Linked DNA regions of Mus musculus: all the other regions are linked to region 1. A link is a contact called in public HiChIP or PLAC-seq and promoter capture Hi-C data. All regions are on one chromosome and are shown on one strand. Each heading gives the region's core, a stretch centred on a gene start, on an enhancer-like site or on the middle of the called end of the contact. The rest is flanking DNA. Distances are from core to core; before and after follow the strand shown. Region 1 holds the start of Trim27 (tripartite motif-containing 27). Region 2 overlaps Prss16 (protease, serine 16 (thymus)). Region 3 holds the start of Pom121l2 (POM121 membrane glycoprotein-like 2 (rat)). Region 4 holds the start of H2bc22 (H2B clustered histone 22). Region 5 holds the start of H4c11 (H4 clustered histone 11).

What was found. Promoter capture Hi-C pulls out the DNA fragments that hold promoters and counts their contacts. HiChIP or PLAC-seq counts read pairs in DNA pulled down with a chosen protein or histone mark.
Region 2: a contact with region 1 is called in an H3K4me3 HiChIP or PLAC-seq map of bone marrow-derived macrophages, with 2.4 times the contacts expected there. The contact joins the enhancer-like site here to the promoter of Trim27 in region 1. A contact is called at or near these places in 6 of 39 promoter capture datasets (the C10 cell line, cranial neural crest, embryonic stem cells and 2 more), 1 of 15 datasets of contacts at CTCF or cohesin (large pre-B cells), 1 of 484 Hi-C or Micro-C datasets (embryonic stem cells), 14 of 115 datasets of contacts at active chromatin or transcription factors (bone marrow-derived macrophages, embryonic stem cells, large pre-B cells and 6 more) and 3 of 9 other capture datasets (adipose tissue, liver and macrophages).
Region 3: a promoter capture Hi-C map of erythroid cells shows a contact between it and region 1, with 8 times the contacts expected there. The contact joins the promoter of Pom121l2 here to the promoter of Trim27 in region 1. A contact is called at or near these places in 3 of 39 promoter capture datasets (erythroid cells, liver and pre-B cells), 1 of 15 datasets of contacts at CTCF or cohesin (large pre-B cells), 13 of 484 Hi-C or Micro-C datasets (B cells, CD4 T cells, CD8 T cells and 7 more), 17 of 115 datasets of contacts at active chromatin or transcription factors (the 230-238 cell line, astrocytes, bone marrow-derived macrophages and 11 more) and 2 of 9 other capture datasets (adipose tissue and liver).
Region 4: a promoter capture Hi-C map of pre-B cells shows a contact between it and region 1, with 7 times the contacts expected there. The contact joins the promoter of H2bc22 here to the promoter of Trim27 in region 1. A contact is called at or near these places in 18 of 39 promoter capture datasets (the 3T3-L1 cell line, 3T3-L1-derived adipocytes, the C10 cell line and 13 more), 2 of 484 Hi-C or Micro-C datasets (B cells and bone marrow-derived macrophages), 16 of 115 datasets of contacts at active chromatin or transcription factors (the 230-238 cell line, the SCID.adh cell line, bone marrow-derived macrophages and 13 more) and 4 of 9 other capture datasets (adipose tissue, embryonic stem cells, liver and 1 more).
Region 5: a contact with region 1 is called in a promoter capture Hi-C map of the HPC-7 cell line. The contact joins the promoter of H4c11 here to the promoter of Trim27 in region 1. A contact is called at or near these places in 13 of 39 promoter capture datasets (3T3-L1-derived adipocytes, the C10 cell line, the HPC-7 cell line and 11 more), 2 of 15 datasets of contacts at CTCF or cohesin (large pre-B cells and pro-B cells), 14 of 484 Hi-C or Micro-C datasets (B cells, CD4 T cells, the G1E-ER4 cell line and 7 more), 31 of 115 datasets of contacts at active chromatin or transcription factors (the 230-238 cell line, DN3 thymocytes, the SCID.adh cell line and 19 more) and 5 of 9 other capture datasets (adipose tissue, embryonic stem cells, liver and 2 more).

What each region holds. Positions count from the first base shown.
Region 1 is chr13:21,176,733-21,181,885 of GRCm38.p6, reverse strand. Trim27 (tripartite motif-containing 27) reads right to left here and starts at 1,955. Exons shown (of 8, transcript NM_009054.3): 1 at 972-1,955. The coding sequence starts at 1,391.
Region 2 is chr13:21,998,903-22,004,055 of GRCm38.p6, reverse strand. It overlaps Prss16 (protease, serine 16 (thymus)), which reads left to right. Exons shown (of 12, transcript NM_019429.2): 10 at 731-910; 11 at 985-1,130; 12 at 1,246-1,880. The coding sequence ends at 1,302. Among named protein-coding and RNA genes, the nearest start is that of n-TQctg1, 4.8 kb to the right of the region's middle. Within about 2 kb of position 2,330, at least 64 of the 459 cell types and tissues checked have an H3K27ac peak or open chromatin away from gene starts, as enhancers often do. A contact at or near this core is called in bone marrow-derived macrophages and pre-B cells, where this site is marked.
Region 3 is chr13:21,978,442-21,983,594 of GRCm38.p6, reverse strand. It overlaps Pom121l2 (POM121 membrane glycoprotein-like 2 (rat)), which reads right to left and starts at 2,414. Exons shown (of 1, transcript NM_001162928.1): 1 at 1-2,414. The coding sequence starts at 2,034.
Region 4 is chr13:21,784,778-21,789,930 of GRCm38.p6, reverse strand. It overlaps H2bc22 (H2B clustered histone 22), which reads right to left and starts at 2,443. Exons shown (of 2, transcript NM_178202.2): 1 at 2,040-2,443; 2 at 718-907. The coding sequence starts at 2,416. The coding sequence ends at 868. H2ac22 (H2A clustered histone 22) reads left to right here and starts at 2,683. Exons shown (of 1, transcript NM_178184.3): 1 at 2,683-3,157. The coding sequence starts at 2,713. The coding sequence ends at 3,105.
Region 5 is chr13:21,732,539-21,737,691 of GRCm38.p6, reverse strand. It overlaps H4c11 (H4 clustered histone 11), which reads right to left and starts at 2,658. Exons shown (of 1, transcript NM_178210.2): 1 at 2,236-2,658. The coding sequence starts at 2,596. The coding sequence ends at 2,285.

The DNA of each region.
Region 1 (5,153 bases), core at 706-3,205:
CCCCGCTGGACTCTCTTCTCAGACCATAATGCCACTCCTGGGAAGAGCCCAAAGCACAGGGGCCAGCAAGTGTGTTAGCAATTTGTTATTTAAACTCTAGCCACCTACCAGTTCCTAGAAGCGGTTACAAGACATCTGGGTAAGGAGGCTCAAAAGGTAAGCTATTTCTCAGATGAATACAGAAAAAAAAAAAAGATTTATTTTCCTCAAAGAATCAGTAAACATTACTAAATTACAACTTATCTCCAGCGAGTGAAATGATACAGGTGACAGCTTTGTAAACGTGACTGACATTTGGATGAACTCACACTTAAACAAATATATAACTCTGTTGGTATAGATCCCTGCAGCCCTCAAGATCATTATCACTTCAGAGCTACTTTATATGTAACGTTTTCGTACTACTGTGTAGCTGTGCCAGTGTTTATTCAACACTCCACAAAGGTCCTGTGAGTTCACTTCCCCTTCACAATAAGCCATCTCCCGAGTCTGAGAGTGGCTAAATGATTTACTTAAGCAGTAAAAAGCTCTGTTCATTTCCATTCAGTTCTAAAACAGGTTTACAGGGAAGTGCTGGGGACACAGATTAAGTGATGGGCACTGCTCGATGTGAATTCAGCCAGCCAACAGTGACTGTCTGGCTTGGTATCCTGGGTCAGAGCGAGTTCGAGGCGTTCAAGGCCTATGGAAGTGTACTTGGCTCCATGTGCATCTCCTTTGTCAAGGGAGGGTCTCCTCGCGCCGTCCCAGTCGCGGCACGCGTAGAGGCGGTTAGCAGGGGCGCTCGGGGTGGGGGTGGGGGTGCTCCTGGCCTCGCCAGCTACAGGTTCTCCTTCCCAGTCTGAGTGCGGAGGCTCCGCAGCCGACAGGGAGGAAATGACGGCGGTGGGCCCCACGTCCGGCTCGCCATTTTCTCGGTATCAAACCAGGAAGCCCCCGGCTCGCCCCTTTGTCCGCCGGCCCGGCCCTACCTTGAAGCCCTCCACCGCCTCCTCCAGGGGCAGCACGCTGTGGCCGCGGTGCTCGCGCGAGCGGTCGCACACCACGCAGATGGGCATCTGGTCCTGCTCGCAGTACAGCTTCAGAGGCTCCCGGTGCTTCTCGCACACGCCCATCTCGCCGCCGGGCCCCGACGGCCGCTCGGTGCGCAGCTGCTTCACCAGCTGGGTCACGTTGGCCAGGTGCCGGTTGGGTCGCATGTGGCGCTGCGGGAAGGTCTCCCGGCACTGCGGACACGACACGTTAGTCTCCGCGGCACCCCAGCAGCGGGCCAGGCACGCGCAACAGATGTTGTGGCCGCAGTCGAGCATCATAGGCTCCACGAAGTACTGAAGGCACACGGGGCAGGTGGTCTCCTGCTGCAGGCACTCGGCCACGCTCCCGGAGGCCATGGCGCGGGCCGGCTGGGCCGCAGGGCATGAGCCCGGAGCCGAGCTCTGTCGGAGCTCAGCGCGCTCGCTCCGCTTCTCGGCTCCGGAGCGGGGCGGGGCCTCCGGCGCGGGGATCGCAGACGCGCGCGGAGCTCTCGGGCGGCCAGACCCGTCCCCGCACAGCTGCTCCTCACCGACAGCACGGGGAGGAGGCCTGGGCCCCGGAGCCCGGCTGAGAGCCGAGCCGAGGGGAGTCGGGAACCGGGCGCCGCGGGCTGGCTCACCGGGCAACGTGGCCGCGTCGGAAGGGGTCCCGCGGCCGCGCAGACTCCTCAGGGCCGAGCGGAAGAGGTGGGCCGGGGGCGGGGCCTGGCTTCCCGCGCCGCTCTGCTCTCTCGGGGCGGGAAAGCGGGTTTCCTCTGCACAGTCCTGGGTCCCCGGCACCCAGCCCGGGAGTCGGTCGTGGCTGTCGCGTGCAGTGGGAGCAGAGTGTCCCCTGGCAGTGGCGTCGGGTCACTCCAAGCGTCTGTGGGCCCGTAGTCTTCTGCTGAGTTTCCTCTTAGTGGCTAGGCCTCGGCTCCTTTAAAAGTAAGATGGCTTTGCATAAATGCCGGAAAGCTGGGCGGGGAGACCAGCTAGGCCCCTCCCAGTGTGACACACCCAGCTCCAGGCGTTAACAATCGCTAGAAAAGGGTTTAATCATCAGCAACTTTTCTCAGGGGCAGAAACGGAGAAGCCCAGTTCTATCTCCACCCTAAAGTAAATCGGTTTATCGTTCCGAGCCTCATTTTCTTCTCGTGTGAAATGGGGACCGATCGAATCCCGACCAGAGTGCTGACCAGACCATGAAGTCCTCCCCCATCTCCCTAGCTCTACCGTTACTAGGGAGCCACCCCACCGAGAGCCCGCTTGTGAGTCCCTAACTTCTTCTCAGGCTCCTCAGGTGCCCAGTGTCTCACTTCCTCAAGTGAGTAGCCAGACCCGACGTGTCAAAGGGCTGCCTGGCGACACACTTCTCTCTCGTCTTCCCTGCCACCTGCTGAGGAACCTACGTGGCTGTGGGTTCCTATGAGACCCTCGAAGAAACAACCCGGATTCTGCCACGTGGGCCTCATTCTCAGAACACTCCCCCACCCCCACCCCCACCCCCACCCCTCACCTCCAGCCTGGGCCCTGCGGCGCTGGGGCCAAAAATTCTGATTGTCCACTGTAGTGTTGTCCTTCTGCCCATGACGTTAATAACTCTTCTAATAAGTTCTTACTCCCAGCAATCTAGTTCAGTGCCCTCCTTGAGCTCCCATACCCTATTGCTTTCAGGAATTTTCCCCATCAAGGAGTTACACCTTTTTAAACAAACAAACAAACAAACAAACAAACCACAGCTTGAGCATAAAGATCTTTATCCGCTAGTTTAAATGAAGCACCCAGTACATCGAATGACATTGAGTAGAACCTAAAACTTGCTTGTTTCTGCCCAATCGAGAGTCCTGTGATGACCGGAGGAGGTCTTGTAGCCTGGTTTCTTATCACAGAATAGGTTTTCAGTTCTGTGCGCTGTCACTTATGCCATGGCCTTTCCTACTCTCCTTTGGGATTGACTCCGTGCCTGCCCTTGTGTTTGAGCAACAGGGAATTTCTGTATCCAGGCCATCACTTCACTGGATTCTGCTTGATTCTTCCCTATGGGACAAGAAATCCGAGGTACTTAACAAGTCTCGCTCATCCAAACCTCCATTCTCCCCACCTGCTCTTTGAAACTCCAGGCTCAAAACAACTCAGCACACTTCCAGTAAATGGTAGAATATTTGTCCTAGGCTACACTGTAGTCTACTCTGCTACAAAACTGAAGTTGAAAGGAATTGAAAGTGCCAGTCTTACTCCAGAAGGAAGAATTCAGTTTTGCAAGCCGGTGTAGAACTATGAAAAATGCAGGTGGCAGATATGTGTTCTTAGGTCATCAGTGCGGCTCTGGATTTTAGCTTTGTCATCCAGGGCTCATGCGGTCTCTGCTTTCCTAACCTCAAGGCAGATGGCCTGGACAAGCCAGGTAAGTAGGGCAAGGTGGAGGAAGTAGGGGAAAGGAAGCGCTCCCCCTTCCAGGATTGCTACAGGCTCCCTCCTTTCTCAAGCGATAACTGTTTTCTCTTTCTCCACTAATTTAGTAGGCTTGTCATGAGCTTTATGGCTGAGTTGCCTACTCATTTCCAGTGTTTTCAGTGTTAGAGCTCGAACCCAGGACGTTAAGCTAGGCAAGTGCTCGTCTCAGACCCATCCACGCAGTTTTTGTGTTTGTTCCTCCACCTTGGCCTAAATTATTGCAATACCTTATCTGTTTGCAAATGACTTGGAAATGATTCAGTAGTTAGATGAATGAAATTGCTGCTATGAATTTTTTTTTAATCAACTATAGTTGTCAGAGAAACCCTGCTGCTAAGGTTGATATCTGACATTACCAAAAACCACTGAGCTTGGTACAAAATGGTGGACTCCCTTTGTCAGCAGGGCTTCTTCTTCTCTGACCTTGTCTGGAGAGCTTAGAAATGCCCTCCTCCCCCTTACCATCTACCTGAAGAACTGCACGTAGCAGTGGTGAGATTACAGGTTCTCCTTCCTCCACGTAAAAACCTGTCCAGCAAGCACCTGAGATTCCTGGAATGCCTCCCTAGGCTAATGAGGCATCTCTACCTAGCCTTCAGCCAGTGACCTTTGTCCACCCTGGAGATCCCTACTTCCTTCTGCAACGATAGAGAGCCCTTGGTTCCCCTGAATAAAGTTGATCTGATGCTGGACTGTCATTTCCGTTTGTATTCACAAGCCTTTTGAAACCCTGTTCATCGGCTCTGCCCACTTTATCCTGGTGGGCTGGTGGAGAATGACACCAGGGAAAACCACATATGGTAACAATACCTAGTATAGTTGCTAACCTTTATACACTTATGGGAACAAAATAAGAATTCTGAATTGTTTAGTCATCTGATAGGGGATGAGTATCCTTAATATATGAAAGACTTAAAAAAAGTTAACATCCATACAACCCAGAGCTCAATACAAGAAAACAAAACTTTAAAGATCTCAATCAATAATTGGTCAAATCACCAGGCGTGGTGGCGCACTCCATTAATCCTCTTGTAAGTGAAGACCAAGTTTTAAAAAAAATGAAACACAGCCGGGCGTGGTGGCACACGTCTTTAATCCCAGCACTTGGGAGGCAAAGGCAGGCTGATTTCTGAGTTTGAGGTCAGCCTGGTCTACAAAATGAGTTCCAGAACAGCCAGGGCTACACAGAGAAACCCTGTCTCGAAAAACAAAAAATAAAAAACAAAACAAAAATTATATCATATATAAACACACATGTGTATATACACACAGGGACACATAAATACACTCATCAACTCAAACCTGACCTGCACAGGAGGTCAAATATCAAATCAATCAAATATCAAAATTTTGAAACCAACTTGGGCACGAGTTTAAGGCCAGTTTGAACAACTTCCAGTTTGAGCAACTTGGTGGAACCACTGAGGTAGAGGACAAAGAAGGGGAGGGAGAGGGAGAGAGGAGGAGGGGAGGGGGATTGAAAACACGCGGAGGCTACAGCTTAGTGAGAGAGCACGTGCCTAGCATGGGAAAGATCCTATGTTCAAATCTTTACACTGTGGCTAAGGATACACACACACACACACACACACACACACGCGCGCGCGCGCGTGTGTGTGTGTGTGTGTGTGTGTGTGTGTGTGTGTGTGTGTGCATTCATGTGTAAATAAGAGCAAGGAGAGTGAT
Region 2 (5,153 bases), core at 1,081-3,580, 820 kb before region 1:
TGTTCAATGTACCAGAGTGATCCATTTCCCGTTTTGTAGGGTTTGCTCATCTTCCTGTCTCACCTCAAGATACCCTTCCCTCAATATCTTGCATCATCTCTATAGATTAAAAAAAAAAGTCCCACTTCTGTTATTCTGTGTTCTTTAGTACATTCTAATCTGCTAGCATTCCATGTCCCCTTCTGAGTGCTATAACAGCAGAACATGGAACTATATTGGTTGCCACTTTCTGCCCAGTATTGCCCAAGAGATGTCTGAGTGCATTGTAGGTGCTCAGCAAATGTGAAGGAAGGAACTCATGTGAGGTCAAGGAAGTATGATTTACCCAGAACACTGTGAGATATGGGTTTTTAAGCAGCGTGGACATGATCCAATTTGAGAAGCAGTCATTCCAGATTCTCCCTCCCCTCTAATCCTTTGCATGTTCACTTTTCTCTCTTCCGGGTTGGTTATTTCTTCTTTTTGTTTGACTTACCCATCCTAACTCAAGGCCTTCTTCTTGCAGAATGCCCTCCCTGGGCCCATGTGTTCTCTCTAAGAGCCCTACCTCCTGTCCTTTTCTGTCACAGCCCTGTCACTTGGGAATGTAATGATCTGGGATGTGGGTCTGTTGGGCAGAACTGTGAACTCACGAGGTCACTACTGTGGGTGTTCTAAAAATTACTATTGGAGAAGAGCAGGAGGCTGTCTATATGTATTCTTTACACTTCAAAATATTCTCATTCCACAGATGTCACCTGTGAGGGTCTTCAGTGTCCTTTTTCCCAGCTCCCAGCACTGCCCTTCCAGCTAGAGCTGTGTGAACAAGTGTTTGGCCTCTCACCTGCATCTGTTGCCCAGGCTGTGGCCCAGACAAACTCCTATTATGGTGGTCAGAGCCCTGGAGCCACCCAAGTACTGTTTGTTAATGGTGAGTGTACCACCAGGGCCTGGCTCTACAACATTGTAGTCTCAGTGCAGTGCCATCCTCTCCTTTCTTTCCAGGAGACACAGATCCTTGGCATGTATTGAGCGTAACACAGGACTTAGGACTGTCTGAGCCAGCCCTTCTAATTCCTAGTGCTTCCCACTGCTTCGATATGGCACCTATGAGGCCTTCAGACTCTCCCAGCCTCCGCCTGGGACGTCAGGTAAGAGAAAAGATCCTGAATGTTTTATATTCTCACTCACATACTTATTTGTATAACTCATCTTTTACTGGTGCTGAGTTCTGACTCCAGAATGTTCTCCATCTCTTCTTCACAGAAAATCTCCCAGCAATTACAGGATTGGCTCAAAGATATAAAGAAGAGCCAGAGTTGATGTGGGATCAAAACCCAGCCCTTTGACAGTCCCATCACAGGAACTGCATCCTGGCATTTTTCTTCACTGTAGAAGAGAAAACAGCTGTTTGGAAGGAGGAAGTTCCTAGACGTGGGACTCAGTGCCTGTTCTGCCTGCTTGTTCTCAATTTATCTTCATTGCCAACTAGAAGTTCTTTGTCACGGATTAGTATAAATGTAGGCAAATGATTACTGTCCTTTGTAGGTAGTGATATTCTGTATGGTAAATGTCAGGGGAATGTGGCTTTCCATGCTGGAGCCGCCTTCTCCCAGATAAGAACCTGGCTTAAATTCTGTCTCTTCATTCTTGACTGGCACCTACTGCATAGAACTCTTCACATCCTGACTCTGTCTCTCCTGAGTTTTAGTCTGTGGTAGTTGAACTTCATTGTCAGCCTACCTGAATTTAGAATCACATGGAAACATAACCCTGGACTGACTGACTACCTTTGAGCACGTTTTCAGTAAAGTTATACTGAAGAGGAAAGACCCGCCTGAAATGGTGGTAACACCCATTACTGAACTCCCAGCTGAATAAAAGAAATGGTGAGCACCGGCATTCATTTCTCTCTGCTGTGACTGTGGGCATGATGTGAGCAGCTGCCTCACAGCCCAGCTCGAATACCTCTGCCACTGTGATGGGCTGTATTCCATAATGCGAGCCAAAGCAAGCCCCGCCCTTCCCTCAGTGTTTCCTGTCACTTATGTGGTCACAGCTCTAGGAAAGGGAACCAATAGTCTGTCCCTGCATTCTGTGTGTTTCCGTTTGGAGGAAATGGGAGGCTACACAAACCTCCTCCTTCTTTTGATCTTCCTTTAGTACCTTCTTTACTCCCTTCTTCTCCCCACAAGCAAATGTCACCACTCTCCAGTACTCTAGCTTCTTGCCTGAAAAGTCTTGAGTTCTGGCTAGTCCCCCTGGTTTTCTACGTTCCAGTTTGGGGGTTGGTCCCAAAGCTAGTCTCTTAGGCTGTAGCACAGCTCACCCCTATGAGCAGCTGCCACTAATACTAGGACATAGGGAGTCCAGGGGAGTGACAGACTCTAAGGGGCAGGTTGAGAATGAGGGAAGGCTAGACAGAAAAGGTGTAACCTCTCTCTCTGTGAGGAAGTTCAAACCCAGAGAACAAGTTTTAACACTTAGGGCTAACCTTAGTTCTGCTTACAGAAACCACCCTGGGTCTTTTATTAGCCTCTAACCACATTTCCTCACCAGGTCTAACTGTAGCGTGTGTGATGGCCTTGCACATGGTGTGTGCTTATCATCTGTTAAGAGAGTCATGCTGCCCTTCCCCCCCAAAAAGAGAATCATGCACTCCATGCAGAATCCACATACTTGGGGTTTCCCTCCTACTATGCTGCATGTGCCGTCTGCAAAGTTCCTTGCAGTGTGAGACCTGCATGGATTCGGTCAATCTTCTTCGCTCTAACATTCTCAGGCCTTTTGGATAGGTCTCATGTGTCTGACCGGTTCTGCTCCTGCCTTCCAGGTATTCAGGCACTGTTGCACACCTGGGAAGTGGGTTGGGGGATTTTAGGATGAGTGTACATCATTTGCTGGGACTGAGGTGCTGGGAATGCCTCATTTACATGAAGAGGAATTCCAGGTGCTTGCTAGACATGTCCTTATAGGAAGAGGGGAAATTAAACCTGTAAGTTGGCCACCAGGCTAGTGTCTACTTAAACAGTGGTGGAGGTGGGAGTTGTAAGGCTATGTGCCTCTGGGCATGCAGGCCAGATCAGGGAGGGAGTAATTCTTACTCCTGCCAGTCTCGAGATGAGATGTCCAGGGTGACATGTCTGGACCTCACTCTTACTGGTTTAAAAAAGCTTTAAAAAAAAATAAAAAATCTCAAGCACAGCCTCCCTCTTTTCCCAACCTGTTCCTAGAGGCAAGTCTCCCAGACTTGCAAAACCAATAATTTAATGAAACCACATCAACTGAAAGAGGACGACTGTAGAGGAGAAGGGAGACCAATGAAAGGAGGAGGTCAAAGGACAGTGGGGAAGGAGGGTGAGCAAGAGCAACATGTATCTTATTTTATCAGAACAGAGAAATTTTGTTATTATTTTTCTTTTGCCTTTATGTTTTAATCTCAGATATACAATTAAAATAAATGCATTAAGTGAGCACTACAGGGGTTTTTTTATGAAGGCTCACTTCTGGGTTAGATGAAGCCCAGATGATTGTAAATGCTCTATTTGCACTTACATATGTAAGACTGGCAGAGATAACAAAAAAAAAAAGGACCAGGAGGAACACAGCATGACATCAGCCTTGTCAGTCAGACACAGAACACGTCTCATGTTTACTAATCCAGTATGTGCTGGAGTCCATAGAGCTAGTTAGCCCACGATGTGTAATCTCAGCCAGCCTTCAACTCCTCCAGGAAATTCACAGGACAAAGGTGCAGATAGAAATGCATTTCTTTTACTTTGTAGGTCTGTACAACGTGAGAAAGGAGCTCGATTCCAGGACTGACTTGGAAAGAAGATCTAAGATCAATTAGCTTTTCTAATCTCCTCCCCCCAGTTTTTCATCAAGCAGGGAATGCTCTACTTTGGGGTTCTCTGCCCCACATAGCTAGGTGTTCCCAGCACTTGTTACAGGAGAGAGGACATTGCCTGGGGGGAAAAAAAAACAAAAACAAAAACAAAAAAACAAAAAACAAAAAAACTTTGGAGACTCTAAAACACAGTTGGGTTGAGGGAGCCGAGGAAGATAAGAACAACAAATCTGGAATTCAATGTTACTTGTGCATTGCACAGAGGGGCTCATCCTCACCTTGGCACTGTTAGCAGCGATTGAGCTAACAGACCAGTGAGTAGTCTCTCATTTCTCTGTGTGGTGCACAGATCCACATGGAGACAAAACAAACACCCATACAATTTTTTTAAGTTACATTTAGCAAATTTAATGACAGGTTTTATGCACTTAAGAACAAGAATGGCCTTACTATTTCCTCAGTACACATTTGAACAGTTTTACAAAAGCTGAGGATGGTCATGCTTTAAATATTTTTAGCATGTAGAATTATACAGAATGTTCTCCTATGCAGCTACTTCAGTCTTAACAAGATTTCAGCACTCTTTCTTTCTCCTGTTCAGGAATTGGAGCATGAGGCAAAGGTGTGATTGGAAAGACCGTTTTTTGAGGGGTTGTTGGTTAGCATTCATGACCTAATTCATTCACCAACTCCAATAAGCTGTATCAGGAGGAAGAGTCAGATTGTTAAATCGCTCAACTTTTTGTTGCCCCATGCCACCTCTGCTTGATCTTTGCTTCGTCCTGTTGTAAGGATCCAGAAGGTGAAATACAAAGAAAGACTGAGTTTCTTATTTAAAGAGTGCCACAGCCTCTGCCTGGCTCTTCCCAGACTTTGGCTCACCAGAACAGGAGCTAATGGGAGGCACTGCCTGCAGTTCGGCTCTTTCAGAGGTTGTCATTGGGAGCTGGGCTGGGGGTTGGAAGTCCAATCCTGGTTTGGCTGGCAGAGCACAGGCTGCCGCCCCCCCACCCCCCAGTACCACTACCAAGGCAGATCTAATGTCTGCACTTCCCAGTGAGAACCACAATCTCCTAACTAGAAAAATGTTGAAGACACCCATAGATCCACATTGTTTCCTTTTCCCTTTTTATTTTCTTCTTTTATTTTAAACTAAAACCATCTACAGGTATAAAAATCCTCTCCCCATCAGAGAGAGGCAATTTGAAAATTCAAGATGTCTTAAATTGCCTTTGATGCCTCCTAAGTCTCTTTCCAGTTAAGCAACGACCATGTTTGTCACAGGGTTGGGAGAGGAGCCCTACCTGGAGGGTCCGTTTTACAG
Region 3 (5,153 bases), core at 1,165-3,664, 800 kb before region 1:
TAAGCCCAAAGTTGCCAGAGGGTTGCTCACCCCCTTCAGTGTATCAGTGCTTCTAAGAGGGGATATCTTGATGGCACTAGTAAGAACCTGGCTAAAGATAGTGACCGTGTGTACAGTGGGAATTGTGGGGTGTTGGGAAGGGAAAATTAAATCAGTGGCCGAGGGAAAGTTCTGGGAAGCTCCAAGCAGGAAAGTGCTGCAAGAAGGGACAGAGCAAGAGTTGCCTGTGGTGCTGGTCACTATGTTCAAATCCACACCAGGGTCTTTGGATTTGCTGGCTGGAATGACAGACGTAACCACACAGGGGGCTGTGGTGGCTAGGCTGTGGAAAAGATGGGTAGAATCAGAACTCAGTGAAGAAGAGGGCTGCCTGGTGTGCACAGGAGCTGTCTCAGACATAGTTTGAAGCGGTTCTATACTGCCAAAGATAGGCTTGAAGGTGGGCCTTAAGATACCTGGAGTTGTAGAGGGAGAAGAGCTTGAAGAGGCCTCAGCCATGACAGAAATTCTGGAGTATGAGGCAGTTCTAACCTCAGTACTGTGAACAGGCCCCCAAATAGGTCTTAATGCTAAGTGAGAAGACGTCTCCACGGGAAGTACAGATGCAGGAAGATGGAGAATTGGGTTACTCACCACCCCAACCAAAGTGCTTTGTGTGGTGGGTGCTGTGGGGTTAATGACAGATGAGTGTGGGGGCACAGCAGACCTGTGAGCCCGAGGGATTGAAGATAGCCAGGTGGAATCAGTGACTGGTGTTGTGGGAGAGCTTGGAGACGCCTGGGTGGAAGCAATTGAGGGATTTGAGTCTGAAGAGATGCCTTGGATGTGCTCTAACTGTGAGCACCCGAGTGGGGCAGGCATATTCTTCAAGCTTTCCAGCTGAGGGTTCACGTGGGTGCTAAGAACTCTCTCAGAAGACGACCGACTGAGAGACAAGGTAGGCTGAATTCCAGCCCTCATCTCTGGAATGGAGTCTCCGGCTGTCCCGGTTGTAGCTTCTGTGGTTTGGTTGCTCGGCACAGCTTGCCCCTCTAATGTTGGGTCCTCTTCAGTGACAACAGGACCTTGCTGGCAAGGTATAGTTAGCAGGTCCCTAGGGCCAGACTGCAGTAGAGGAATCTCTCCATTTAGCTGTCCAGAGCTGCTGGGTGTGACTGAGAGGTGAGAATTAGGACTCTCTCCTGCTTTTTTCAATGGCCATTCTGGAGTCTGGACTAATGTCCTGAGAAAATGTCTCTTCCAAGATCCTGAGAGCTCTCTAGAAGAACTGTAAGAACTGGTAATAGCATTTCTTTTTGTGCTGGGGGGGCCTTGGGTATGTATGCTGGCCACAAGGGCCCCAGAGAAGCAACCGGATCTCTTACATTTATCATCTGAGCTCTGGACATGGGGTCTCCTTTTCAGAGACCCAGGCCTGGCCACAAACGAAACAGTGGCCCCACTTTTCAACAGGGGCTTAAAGGCGGACCATACGGAGGCCGAATGCCTTTGGCTGTCGGAGGTGTCCGGGAACAGTGGCTCTTCCCACCTGGCTCTGCCCTTCCTGCACTGGAGGAGGGCCCTCAGCACCGGGTCCTTTCCACAGGGCCCTGGTGGCTCCTCTGAAGGTCCCGCGGAGTTCACCACTCTTGAGACCGGGAACAAGGGCCGTGGTCTCCGCTCAGGAGGCGAGATCTTGACTGTCACCGGACTCCATGTGGCCCGAGGGTGACGAAGGGACCAAATATTACGCTTCAGGTAACTTTCCCACCAGTCTGAAGGAAGAGAGCCCATGATGGGGTTCTGTGGCCTCTTCATGGGGAAGCGCCTCCAGGCCTCACTGACGAAAGCGGTAGGGTTGGCGGGATCCCAGTTGGGCGGCCTCCGGGCCGGCCTGTGTCTCCGAGCGGGCTGGGCGCGGTGGACATGCTGCACCCGGTGGACCTGGTAGAGGGGCCTAGCGGGTCGGCGGCTCGCAGGCTTCTCCCCTGAGTCTGCGCGCCCCTGTGCTGGGGACCGCGGCGAGGACCCCGCTTTGCCCAGGTAGCTGCCCATGCTGAGAGGCGCGGACGGGCGGTGACTTCTAGCCCCGTTTCAACCTCGGCGGAGGCGGCCGAATCCAAGCATCCGCTGCTCGAGTGACGGTTGGGCCACGAGCGCCAGAAAAGCGCGAGGGAACTGGGGAGCTGGCGACACGCGGGCCACGGCAACCACGTCAGCCCGCTCTGGGATCTGCGGTCTGAGCACCACACTGGCAGAGCTCATGGGGGCTCGGTGTCTAGCATCCAGGCAGGACCCGGCCTTGGACCTGGATGCGCATTGGTGCGCGTCCCAGTTCCCCAAACTCTGAGCTGGAAGCGACTCTGGGTGATTTGAATCCCTTCATCGTACGAGTGAACGTACGAGGGAACGAGTGGGTGTGCTCGAGAGGGCACAGGACCAGAGGAAGATGGAACTGTTTAGGCAGGCTATAGGGCATTGTGACTTGTCAATGGGAAAGGCAGCAGCCAGCTGAGGTAATGTCTGTGAGTTCTATCAGAGCCTCCTCATGGCCAAACCCAGCATCATACCTTCAGGGGATAAAGTCAGGATTTGTAACCTTGCACCCTGGCGGGAAAGGGTCTATTTAGAAGACACTTGGAGCTCCTCTTCCCGACCAAACCTCTATTCACTTGCAGAATTAGTGTGTTAAACAAGTTGATAGAAGTTGAAGGTAAAACTGACTTCTTAGGGGGATACAGAAAGTTTCACTCTACACCCCTATGCTGGCCAGTGGACCAAAGTATCAAAGAACTCTGCCTGGCCATGAGCTAGAATCTTACATTTCACCCAAAACAAAACAAGTAGCTAACCAAGCACTTTCTCAAAACAGTATTGACAAGCAAGATGGCCAAGTCTGAGCATGCACTTGGTGGAAGGAGTGAGCTAACTCCCATAAGCTGTCCGCTGAGCTCCAAATACACAATATAGCAATAGCGTGTGTGTGTGTGTGTGTGTGTGTGTGTGTGTGTGTGTGTATACATACACACTGTATATACATACATACTGTGTATACATACACACTGTATACACGAAATGTAATTTTTAAAATTTTAAGTAAGGTGGAGAGACTCTCCATGAGCACACGAAAGTACCCCACACATACACAGAGCTACTGTAAGACATTCAGGAAATATAGAAAGTAGAAACTTCTATGTCTCAACAATAGAGCATCTATCTACAAATGTGAAACAGTTCTAGAAGTTCACACTGAGATGCCCCTAGCATGTAAGGAGGGTAGGAATAAATAGGGCTGTATCCAGCTATTAAGTGTCCCCAGGAGGTGGTTGCATAGAGAAACTGGGGAAGGAGGTGAACTAAAATTTGAGTGAGGATGACTGAATGGGACATACGTTTACAATGTATGCTGAGAAAATCATTCAATTGTGGGAGTTCACCACACATGTAACAAAACAGAGTTTGCAAATCCACAGGAATGATTGCTGGTTGCTTAAGACTGGGGCAGAAGGAAGAATAAAGGAGAGGACAGAAAGGTAACAGTATAATGATTTGTGTGCTATTGTTGTTATCTTTTGTTTTGTTTTTGTTTGGTTGGTTTGGTTTGGTTTTGGTTTTGGTTTTTGGTTGTTTTGTTTTGTTTTGTTTTTGAGACAGAGTTTCTCTATGTAGCCCTGGATGTCCTAGAACTCACTCTATGTTGACCAGGCTGGCCTTGAACTCACAGAGACCTACCTACCTCTGCCTTCTGAGTGCTGGGATAAAAGGTGTGCACCATTGCCCAATTGTTGTTATTTTTTAAGTAGTAAAAATTGACTATTGGGATTTTTTATCGACCTGTCTTAAAAGAACCAAACTGAACAACAATGGCCAGGAAAGAGTTGAAGTCATGAGAGCCAGTTTAGAAGTCTGTGTACTATCTTAATGCTGAGTCTATTTCCAGCAAAGGCAGGGGCAAAAACAAAAACAAACAAACAAACAAACAAAACCCCATGGCCAAGCCAACAGTTCCCTTTCAGAGACCTCCATCCAGGTAAGGCTGAATCTTTGTCTTCACCACAGAAAAGAATTTCAGGCCAGGCCAGTGTGAAGCAAAGTTAGAGATTGGGTATAGGATTCAAGGGGACACTGAAGCAGACTGTTGGGGCTAAGAAGTTTAACTAAGGAACACAGAAGAGCATAGCAGAGGCTCAGAGGAGAAGCAATCCCACGGGGCAGAGTCAGGGTTCCTTCTTATAAACGAAAAGGCCAGGTGGCAGAAACCATGCAGGAAGTGGTAAAGTGGGCAGGTGAGCTCCCTAAGACTGCCCATCACCCACTGCGATGTGGCACAACCCCAGAGGCTTGCTTCTTGCTACTGCTGTGCTTTCTCAGGTTTGTCACTGCGCATTTATCTGGCTTAATGTGAGTGGACCCCAGGAGACCCCCGCTGCCTATAACTTGATATGATTATTTCCTGGATGACAGCCCACTCTGTTGTGTAAATTTCTTGCAGATCAAAATAAAGATCAAATTCTTGAGATAAAGCTGTCTAGATGGATTAATGATTTTATGGAATTTCTGAATTGATTTAAGTAGTTTTGGGAAGTTAGCTTGATTTTAAAATTTTGGGTAAGTTAGGGTAATTGATAGAAAGTCAGCAGTTGATAGAAAGTTTTCAGTTAGAATCAAGAATAAAGTGTGCCCCTTCCTGATAGCTGCTGAGTTAGAGAAAGGAATACAGTGAGCGTTCATGCATTACAAGCTCCTAATTGTAGAGGCGGCAAGAATAGGCTTGGGACAAGCTAAAGATCAGAGTGAGCACATGCACTAGGTTGGCCAGAGTTCCTTGATCTTGGGATCTAGGGATGAGGTAGCAGGTTTTTGGATGTGCACCAGGAAATAATAAGGTTATGATAAAGAGCAAATAATTCTGAGTATAAGAACAGAAAACAGATGACTAGCCAGCCTAGCTAATCAGAACTTCAAAAATAAGACGTAAGATAGATGCTGATAGATATGTTTCATATAAGAAATGCATAATCAATAACCTATCCTAATTTCCTCATGTAATGATTTTAGTCTGTTTTTGAAGAACATGGTTTTCTGGTGACTGTCTTTAGAAAATGTGTAACTTGTGGCTATGAGGTAATGTTCTTTCTAAAAGGAAAACTTTGTCTTAAGGGTATAAAAGGGGG
Region 4 (5,153 bases), core at 1,194-3,693, 610 kb before region 1:
TTTAGAACTGGGAAGCCTGCTGCCTCTCCCAAGGTTAAGATTTCAGAGAACAGCCCCCTCACTGGCTTTTGAGGTACCTTTTATGAGGACATTAGGACTGATAGAAAAGTTGTGTTGTTAACATCAAGACAGAAGAGTCGGGGGCTCAAGGCTGCCTGTGAGGTAGATAAGTTATAAAAATACATCACGTGGAAGGGTAGTCATCAAGGTATCTGGTAAGAAACATTTTAGTAAGGCTAAAGGCAATCATATATCACAGGTTCAGGAGTTTAGCAAGGCAAAGGGGTGAGCATCATACATCATGGAGCCACAAGATGAGTACATTGAAAGACCTGCTTTGCAGGATACATTAGGTGTGGGAAACAAACTTACTCTTCTGAGGTATAGAGAGTTAATAACAATGTATTTCCTGTTTTGGTCTCACAACTTCTCTGGCTAATCTATTTACCACCACATTGTTAATCATGGCACAGTGAAAGGAGACAAGAAAACTTCACTTTCCCTCACAAGAATTCAGTCTGAATTTCATCTAACTCTAAAACAAGCCTGTAAGCGCAGTGTGAGGCTGAGGAAGGAGGTTTTCTAGTGAAGCCTTGTTACAGAGCACACACAAAATCAAAGATCCAAAGGTACCAATCTTCCGTGGAAAACCCAAACCCCAAACTCATATGGCGGGGGCGGGGGAAGGGGAGGGATGGAAGAGACTGTATTACATAATGGGATAGATTGAAACCTTTATTTTTATAATGTATTAAATACTTCTTTTTCAGGATCATATTGTGGAGGGTAGTTCACACTTCGGTCTCCACTCAGACAAGCCTCTATTTATGTTGCAGCTTCCGTACAATCATTTTAATTTCCTCAACTTTAAAAGGAAGGAAGATAATAGAATTTGTTCCACAGGATTCTATAGAGATTAATGGAGATGATTAAGGAAAATGGTTAGGCTTTATTAAGACCTTACAAGTCATACACAGCTAATGTTTCTTTTAGCAGTGGCACACTAAAATCTCATTGATATTTAACTACTTTGAGCTGTTCATATTCGCACCTAAGTCATCACCATTTGCATTTACTGTCCTAGAGGACTTACAGAAAAAGGGCTTTTTCGTCTTTAAAGTGGTTTGATTTAATCTTTACTTAGTATTTTATCCTCTGAAAAATTCCAGGACAATCCCAAACAATCAATATCCTTTTGAGGTTTTTTTCCTCCCACAATCTAATTCCAATCATCACCACACCAGCAGACAATGAAGGTGGAACAGAAGAAATTTACAAAAGTTGAATACACTTAGGAAAACGGAGGAAAGTTTTGTTTCCTTGGTGCTTAGCTGGGGCCTTGCAAGAACAAGTCTGGTTGTATAGGCCTGTAATTCCAGCGATTTATGAAACTGAGGCCGAATGTCCAATCTGGAGGTTAGCCTGGCTAGAATTAGTTTGAGAATATACTGCTAACCAGTGAAATTCATTCTGAAAACAAAACTTCAAACCAAACGACCAAGAAAACAGGACCCAATCAAATTAAGCTGCGCCTGACTACATCTCAAGTTTTCAGCGAGAATCATGTAGACCTCGGGGCTCCAATGAGGTATCTTATTGAACAGAATCTATTGTGACGTCTCAGCAGGAGTTCAAAAGCAGATTTGAGACATTAGGTGGTAGCACTTAACAAGACAGGCTAAATTTAAACTAAGAAATCCTCATAGATTCTGGGATACTAATTAGAAACAATTGTTAATGACAGTGTGGGTGCAGGAACTTAACCTAAGTACTCAGGACAGAGAGATCAGCCCTCGATCTCAGAGGTTAACCTGACTTCAGAGAATTCTAGGAGAGCTGGGGGCAGAAAAACAATATTAGGATTAAAATAAAAATGCAAAACAAAACCTCAAGACAAAAACCCTTACTTAACCCTAAAAAATAGTAACTAATATGTCCGAGTAAGGTAGAATCACTTAACAAGCAATCCATCTCTGTTTTGAGAATGTGGGTGGCTCTGAAAAGAGCCTTTGTGTTTGGAGTGAGTCAGACGAACTCACTTGGAGCTGGTGTACTTGGTGACAGCCTTGGTGCCCTCCGACACCGCGTGCTTGGCCAGCTCCCCGGGCAGCAGCAGGCGCACGGCCGTCTGGATCTCCCGGGACGTGATGGTCGAGCGCTTGTTGTAATGCGCCAGGCGGGACGCCTCGCTCGCGATGCGCTCGAAGATGTCGTTCACGAACGAGTTCATGATGCCCATGGCCTTGGAGGAGATGCCGGTGTCGGGGTGCACTTGCTTCAGCACCTTGTACACGTACACCGAGTAGCTCTCCTTGCGGCTGCGCTTGCGCTTCTTGCCATCCTTCTTTTGGGCCTTGGTGACGGCCTTCTTGGAGCCCTTCTTCGGGGCGGGAACGGACTTAACAGGCTCAGGCATGTTAGGTCAGGAACTCTACCACGCTACAACTTGCGCCGTGAGCCCTTCGCTTTTTAATAAGGCGTTATTCAAATGAGGCTTAGAGATACACATTTCTGATTGGTTAAAATTTTCAAATTTTCATGGCGTAGCGCCCAATGGAACTACGCTTCGGCATAAACGCCTCCCATTGGTCTAGACGAAAAGAAGAAGCCAGCCAATCGCGTAGGCTCTTTTTCGCGCTTGGAGAATCCTATAAAGGCCAAGCTCCTCCACTTTTGGCCTTTGCAGTTGTCAGTTCTTTCTTTTTGTTTAGAATGTCTGGACGCGGCAAACAGGGCGGCAAGGCTCGCGCCAAGGCCAAGACCCGCTCCTCCCGGGCCGGCCTGCAGTTCCCCGTGGGCCGCGTGCACCGGCTGCTCCGCAAGGGCAACTACTCGGAGCGCGTGGGCGCCGGCGCCCCGGTGTACCTGGCGGCCGTGCTGGAGTACCTGACGGCCGAGATCCTGGAGCTGGCGGGCAACGCGGCCCGCGACAACAAGAAGACGCGCATCATCCCGCGCCACCTGCAGCTGGCCATCCGCAACGACGAGGAGCTCAACAAGCTGCTGGGCCGCGTGACCATCGCGCAGGGCGGCGTCCTGCCCAACATCCAGGCCGTACTGCTGCCGAAGAAGACCGAGAGCCACCACAAGGCCAAGGGAAAATAAGACAATTGTTTCCTGATCATTTAAAAAACAAAGGCTCTTTTCAGAGCTAACACATTTGTCTTTTTAAGGAGCTTAAGCTTTATTGGTTGCTACTTTTTGTTACTTTCTATAGAAGGAATCTGTTTCTCCGATCCTCAGTTATCAAGGTGATTTTGGTAACATGTCCAATTCTTTTTTTAATGAAAAGAGATAAAAACACCACCTTTTCCCCTAAGTGGCTACAGAGTTGCAAATAGGTTACAAATTTAAAACCATTATATTTAAAGGCTATTATCTGCCAGTCTTTGATTTACAAAAGCTAAAGTTCAATGTTAGCTAGTAACAGCAATTTGTACTTAAGGTCACCATATGACAGCATCCTGTATTGATTTTCAACCATATTGGAATACATAACTAGTTTACAGGAGCAGTCTTATAAGATAAACATGTGCAAACTGGCAACATGAAAAGAGTCCACCTCTTAATGGCAAAGTGAATGTAAGCCGTTTGGAAGGTATCCAGGATTTGACCTATTTGGTCTAGCACAAAGGCAAACTCCAGCAAGCCTGGTCTGTCCAGGTTCTTGACCCGTGTGCAGCAACTGTCTTTCCTCATCAGTACCGAATGAGGCTCTTGAAAGGATAAAGAATGAATGTCCCCACATTACTGCTTTTTTAGAGTGGAGCCCTAGTTTCTACTTTTCCCTTTACTGAAGAATTCTGGCTTTAGTACCTATGTTTGGAAGCAAAGGAGAATCCAGGAGAGTAGAATGCCAGGGATTTCTTTCACAGGCCCAATCTCTTTCAGTATTTAACTCAGTCTCACCAAGAAGAATATTAGCAGGATTAAACATGCTCAAGGCAACCAAACCGGCCAAGTTTCAAACTACTTTATATAGGGGACTTAATGTTTAACCCCAAGTATATCACTTGGGTATAAGGATTAATTGAAGATGACACTGAACACAGGGATGGTGAAACACTTGACAGAAGTCTCCCTTTACAATGCCATGAAGAAAAATTTCCATTATTGTGCTCTGACCTACCAAAAATAATGCCCATCATTGAGGATTTTTGCTGGTTAGCCTCTCCTGTTACTAGTTTGTGTATTTACCTTCCCATGTATTTATTCTCCAGATCCTTAAAAGAGCCAGTAAACTTCATTTTTACGTTTTCTTGAGCTTGCTTGCTGCAAAGCTTTCTCTGTATATATTTTATAAATCATTCTCCCTGCTAAGATGCCATTTGTCAAGTCAATTTGCAGGTCCCAGGTACCAAGCTTAAAGTTAGATGAAGTTTCTTTTCTTTTCTTTCTTTTCTTTTCTTCTTTTTTCTTCCTGTTTTTATCTCTTTTCATTAAAAAGAGAATAGGACTCAAGTGTTTTGTGTTATAAAATTTCAAATAATGTGCACAGAGCCTGTGCTTTTCCCATAAGTAGAATGCTTTTTGGTTTTAAAGTAATTGTTGCAAGGAAAGCAGATTCTTGAGGCTTTTCTGCAGGATGCCAAGACCACTCACAACCTACAAGCCCCGGAGAATGGAGTCATTAACAGACAGCTTGGACACTTCACAATATACTTACAAAAACTATTAAAATTAAAGGTGGCATTACTTCCAAGAGTAACAAAAATGTTGACACATTTTAAAGGTAAATATCACTGACATTGCAAGAGAAGAATGGGAGAAAACTCATTTGCTCTAGAAGATAGTATAAGGTGTTTGGTAATTCTTTCCAAACAGCTAGAATCTCAAGAACCAAGCAACACCGTTGCCTTTAAAATGGGTTTTCTAGCAATAAAGTCATCTTTGGCCTCTGCATTGTGCCTCTTTTTTGTAAATGTAATGGAGAGAATGTCTGGGTGCAGTTGTTTTCCATGGGTAGAGAAAGAGGACAGGAGCCAGTTTTTTTTTTATCTCCTCCCTCTGCAAATAATAATAATAATAATAATAATAATAATAATAATAATGGAGCAACAACTCTGATTCTTGAATGATTTTGGAATGAAGAAAACAGGAATCACTTTTCAGCAGATATGTGGCAAGTCTGAGAAAAGCACAGGGGGAAGCAG
Region 5 (5,153 bases), core at 1,409-3,908, 560 kb before region 1:
TCCTGACCACTGTCCAGATGTATTAACCAAAGTAGTTAATGTTTGTACAAGCAAAACATAAACTCAAACAACTGTTAAAGAGATAAGTCAAAATGGTCATGTTTGTTCTTCCTGAACAGCTGGAAGCCTACTCCGACCCTCACATAAGAGTGATATAATTGTGGTCTTTTGCTTCTAAGTACATAGTTCTCTGAGTTTCCAACACCAGGAGACTTTCTTGGTTGCTGTCCAAAAAATAAACCTTTAATTTGGCCTTATATGTATAATTATGATGGTTTGTAACTTTCTCACTTAAAATATAACAGAAAATAGTAGAAAGTGAAAAAAAATTTTTATACAGAAATAATACTATAAAATATCTACAATTAATATACAGAATTAATGCAATACCTATGAAACTGTCCATGTCACATTTTACAAGCTTAGAAAAAATAATGCAAAAATCCAATAGAAACAAAAAAGAGCCAAAGCAATTGTAATGAGTAAGAAGAACGCTAATGTCATCACCTTACCTCAAGTTGTACATAGAGCTATAGTGATAGAGACAGCCTGGTGCTGGAATTAAAAACAACAACAACAACAACAACAACAACAACAAAAAGCAGAAAATCCAGTGGAATAGAATAGAGGACCTAGAAATAAAAAGGCAAAGCTATACCCACCTAATTTTTGTCCTAAAGTGGGAAAAACATGCTTTGGGGAAAGCCTGGCCAACATTGCTGGTAGAACTGGATTTCTGACTGTGGAAGACTGGAAATGAATTTGTATCTTTCATCTTGTGAAAAACTCAGTTCAAAATGGGTCAAAGCCCTGAAACATTTAAACTTTTAGAAGAACACAAAGGGAATGCCCCTGAAGATACTGTGGTAGGGAAAAATTTTTAAATAGAATAAAAACAGCACAGGATCTAAGGTCAAGTTTCAACAGATGGTATAACATGAAAAGTTTCTCTACTGCAAAGCAAACAATCAGAACAGCAAATGGACAACCTACAAAATGGGATCAAATCTAGGCTAGCTCTGTATAAGACTGGAGATTATGTCCAGGATTTACAAAGAACTCAGGAAGTGAATGCTAGAAAAATGAAGCTGCTGATCAGCACATAACTTGAATCAATAGTTTTCAAAACAAAGGTAAGTGGTCAGTGACTATTGTTAAGTGCTCAACAATAATCCAAGACATCAGGGATATGCAAATTAAAACTATTTAATGTGTGAAGTGGTTTGAGATACCACTTCAGTTAGGATGAAAGCCATCAACAAATGTTGGCAAGGATGTGGAGGGAACTCTGATTTACTGGTATTGGGGTGCGGGGTGGGGTACAAATCAATACAGCCACTGTGGAAATCAGTTCGGATATTCTCAAAAAATTAAAAATAGAACTCCAATATGACAAAGTTATTTTAAACCTGAGCATATATTCAAAGAATATAGAGAATCATAGAGATATTTTTTTACCTCAATGTTAATTACTGCTTTATTCACAATAACAAAGAATTGGAATCAACCTAGTTGCCCATCTACAGAGAAATGGATAATGAAAAATTTGTTAATCAAGCAAACATACATAAATATTACTCATCTCTAAAGAAAAATGAAGTCATAAAACATGCAGGAAAATACATGGAATTAGAATGTGTATTAAGCAAAACCACATGCTCTCTCCCATGTGGAACAGACTAAACGCAAGCATTGGACAACTTAAATTGTTTCTATTGACATTTATGTGGAAGTGTAAACGTAGTAACAGTGTACCTTCATTAACTGTTGACTCTTGGCCGTTTTATGATTTATTAATTAAAGTTTTATGGCTTATAAAAACTCAATTCAGAAATTCACACCTCCCCCATATTGGCAGTTTTATTCAGAATTTTATTGCATCCGAGACAGCATAGTTTATAAAGCCAGATCAACCTCATTCTACACAACTGAATGTACAAATCCTGAACTTAAGTGGTCTGTCGCAAGGTATGAAATGACTTAAGTAGGGAAGCATCCTTAAGAGGTGGAAGCAGAAAAATGGGCAAGTATAATAAAACTGCCTAGAACAAATAAAAAGAGTGAAACCATGTGAACACCTAGTGAACTCACCACTTGACAGGACTATTCAGCTTTCCTAGCATTGTTCCGCATGCAAATTAAGCACATACATGTTCGTTCTGATTGGACAACCTGTTACGAGCCGTTTTCACTCCAGTTCTCAGTTAACAAGCGTCAGCTCTTCTGTAAAAGATGTGGTGGTCCTGAAAAGGACCTTTAGGGAAATATAGTGTAAGCGAGCAGCTTAGCCGCCGAACCCGTAGAGGGTGCGGCCCTGGCGCTTGAGCGCGTAGACCACGTCCATGGCGGTGACGGTCTTGCGCTTGGCGTGCTCCGTGTAGGTGACGGCGTCGCGGATCACGTTCTCCAGGAACACCTTCAGCACACCGCGGGTCTCCTCGTAGATGAGGCCGGAGATGCGCTTCACTCCCCCGCGCCGGGCCAGGCGGCGGATGGCGGGCTTCGTGATGCCCTGGATGTTGTCGCGCAGCACTTTGCGGTGGCGCTTAGCGCCACCTTTACCGAGCCCTTTCCCGCCCTTACCTCTGCCAGACATGACTGCACTCAGGACAGCTCAGAACAGAGATGCTGACCGGGAGCCTGAGCGCCGTCTTTTTATACTGTAGCGGGCGGACCGAAATGAGAACCTGCAGGGAGGAGGCGGGAAGTTGCGCCCGCGGCCGTGGGGGAGGGGAAGACTTACCAAAAAGAAAAAGGGCGCCTTTTGTTTCCCTGTCTGTGCTTTCTGAGGGAACTAGCTCCTCACGCCCTTTTAAGAGTTTGGAGAATCGAGCGCACAATCAGTACACTGATTGCACAAAATACAGAAAGCCAAGCGGCCCCTTAACAACCGGTAACCCCGTCCAGAGAGGACACTGCAGGCGGCTGCTAAGGCGCTTTGGTGCTCAGTACACACTTTCCACCGTGCAAACCGTGCTCTGAATTACCTTGTGTTCCTTCTCTATTGTAACCGCATTTCAATTTTTTTTTTTAGTTCAAACTTCCAAAAGGCCATTTTAATATGTTTATAAGAATTTATAGAAACCTTTAAGCCGATTTCAGTTCACAGTTTGCTTGGACCCCTGCTCACACCACACAATCTGGGAAACCCTGTCTGCTGTCCTTCCCTCAACCCCATATGCTTGGAGAAAACTTCAGGCTAACATGTCATCACCCTCACCTAAGAGTTTCTGGCAACCAACCCTGGCTTGGAAAAGGGCAAGACAGGGTCTAAACACTATCTCAGTCGCCCTTGGGGTGCCTACTTCAAAATTTATCCAAAGTGGGCTGGAATCCAAAATGCCTGACTTTCCTTTGTTCTTTGGTCTGCCCTCAGTACACGCTGACCCGTCTGGATGGCCACTAGAGGGCACTCTTGACTATAACATCCTTCGTGATCTTGAAATTTTCTGCTGGTTTAAGAATGGTCTGGACTCCCTTTGTTCACGTTTTGGGGGAACTGAATTCTTGTCCCTCCGTCTGTAGTGCTCGATGGCTTAGGCCAAGGTTGCAGCATTTTCAGACATACAGGGACTCAGACCTCGAGCAACCGTCATCTGAATCACTGGGTCTCCACCCCTTCTCTTCTTCTCTCCCCCTCCTACACACTAAGTGCTTTGTCTAGTGGACAGCCTTCTTCTCTGCACCCAGGCCTTTCTCCTATTCCACCTAATCCTTTCCCAATCCCACCCCACCTCCCCCACCCCCCCCCCCCAAAAATCACATACTCTGCTTACTGAAGTCTTCTTGCCTATACCAATGCCTTCTGTCTTCCCCTCTGAGCTAAAGGCCATGCACAATTAGCCTCTTCCCCTTACCCACCTTCTTCCCCTCCTCCCTGCTCCTCCTTCTTCTTTACAGGTTCCACTTATAGGTTAACCCTCTCCCCTTTATCCACTTCCACCCTCCCTGCCTACTCTGCTTCCTGCCTCTACTTCGTTGCTGACACCCACACCCTGGCCCCATCCACACTGGCCTACTACCCCTGGAATCTCCCCTGTAGCCTCTTATACAGGGTCCCACCAAACCTGTGCTCCCTTCTGCCCTCTCCAGGAAGCAGTTGGAGTTGAGGGTGTTGTTGAGTTCATGTTCCTTTTCCTCCTCAAGACCTCCCCAGATTGAAAAACTGCTAGGATCCTTCTCTGTCAACCGGTCTGCCAGTGTTAAGGCGTTCCGGTCCCTTCGCCAGTCATTAACATGAGGCACGACCTTTATATCATCCAGGCCTCCACTCTCACTCTCACACAGTGTGAATGTGTGCCAGCCAGCAAGCAGACCAGACCCATCTAGTGGACGATTGATAGTGCTGTGCTTGTGAGTCAAGTTGACAAGGAGCAATTGTGTTGCTTTTGTGTGTCAGCTTGACACAAGCTAGAGTCATCAGAAAGGAAGTGGCTTCAGTTGAGAAAATGCCTCCATAGGATAGAGCTGTAAGGCATTTTCTCAATTAGTGATAGGTTGGGGAGGGCCCAGACCATTCTGTGTGGTGTCATCCCTGGGCTGGTAGTCCTGGGTTCTATAAGAAGGCAGGCTTAGCAATCCATGAGAAGCAAGCCAGTAAGCAGCACCCCTCCATGGCTTCTTCATTAGCTCCTGCCCTCAGCCCTGCTTGAGTTCCTGTCCTGACTTCCTCCAATGATGGACTGTGATCTGGGTGTGTAAGCCAAATAAACACCCTTCCCCCCAACTTGTGTTTTGGTCACAGCAGCAGAAACCCTAAGACACCGCAGCATCTCGTGTCTAAAGTCAACTGTGCTCTTCTGCCATAATATACTTGGGGATTCAACTTAGCCAGGGCTCTAAGACCCTTATCTGCAACTGTGTGTGGCCTCTGAGGGACCTACAGCCCCCAATGGTTGTGATCAGATTCTTTCATTTTTGTGACCTGGTTCTTCAGACATTGAATCCCCAGTGTTACTATTATGGCTAAGCCACTATACCAAGTGGCCAAGGAAACCCCCAATGGGACTCTCACTCACGTGGCTATATAGCTCTTTCAGAGTCTTCTTGGCCCTACTACCTCTTTATTGATGAGAGGCTGGGGGCAGCAACAGGTGTCCTGGCCCAACCTGTTATGCCCTCCCACCTGTCGCTTTTCTGTGTAGACAAATGGA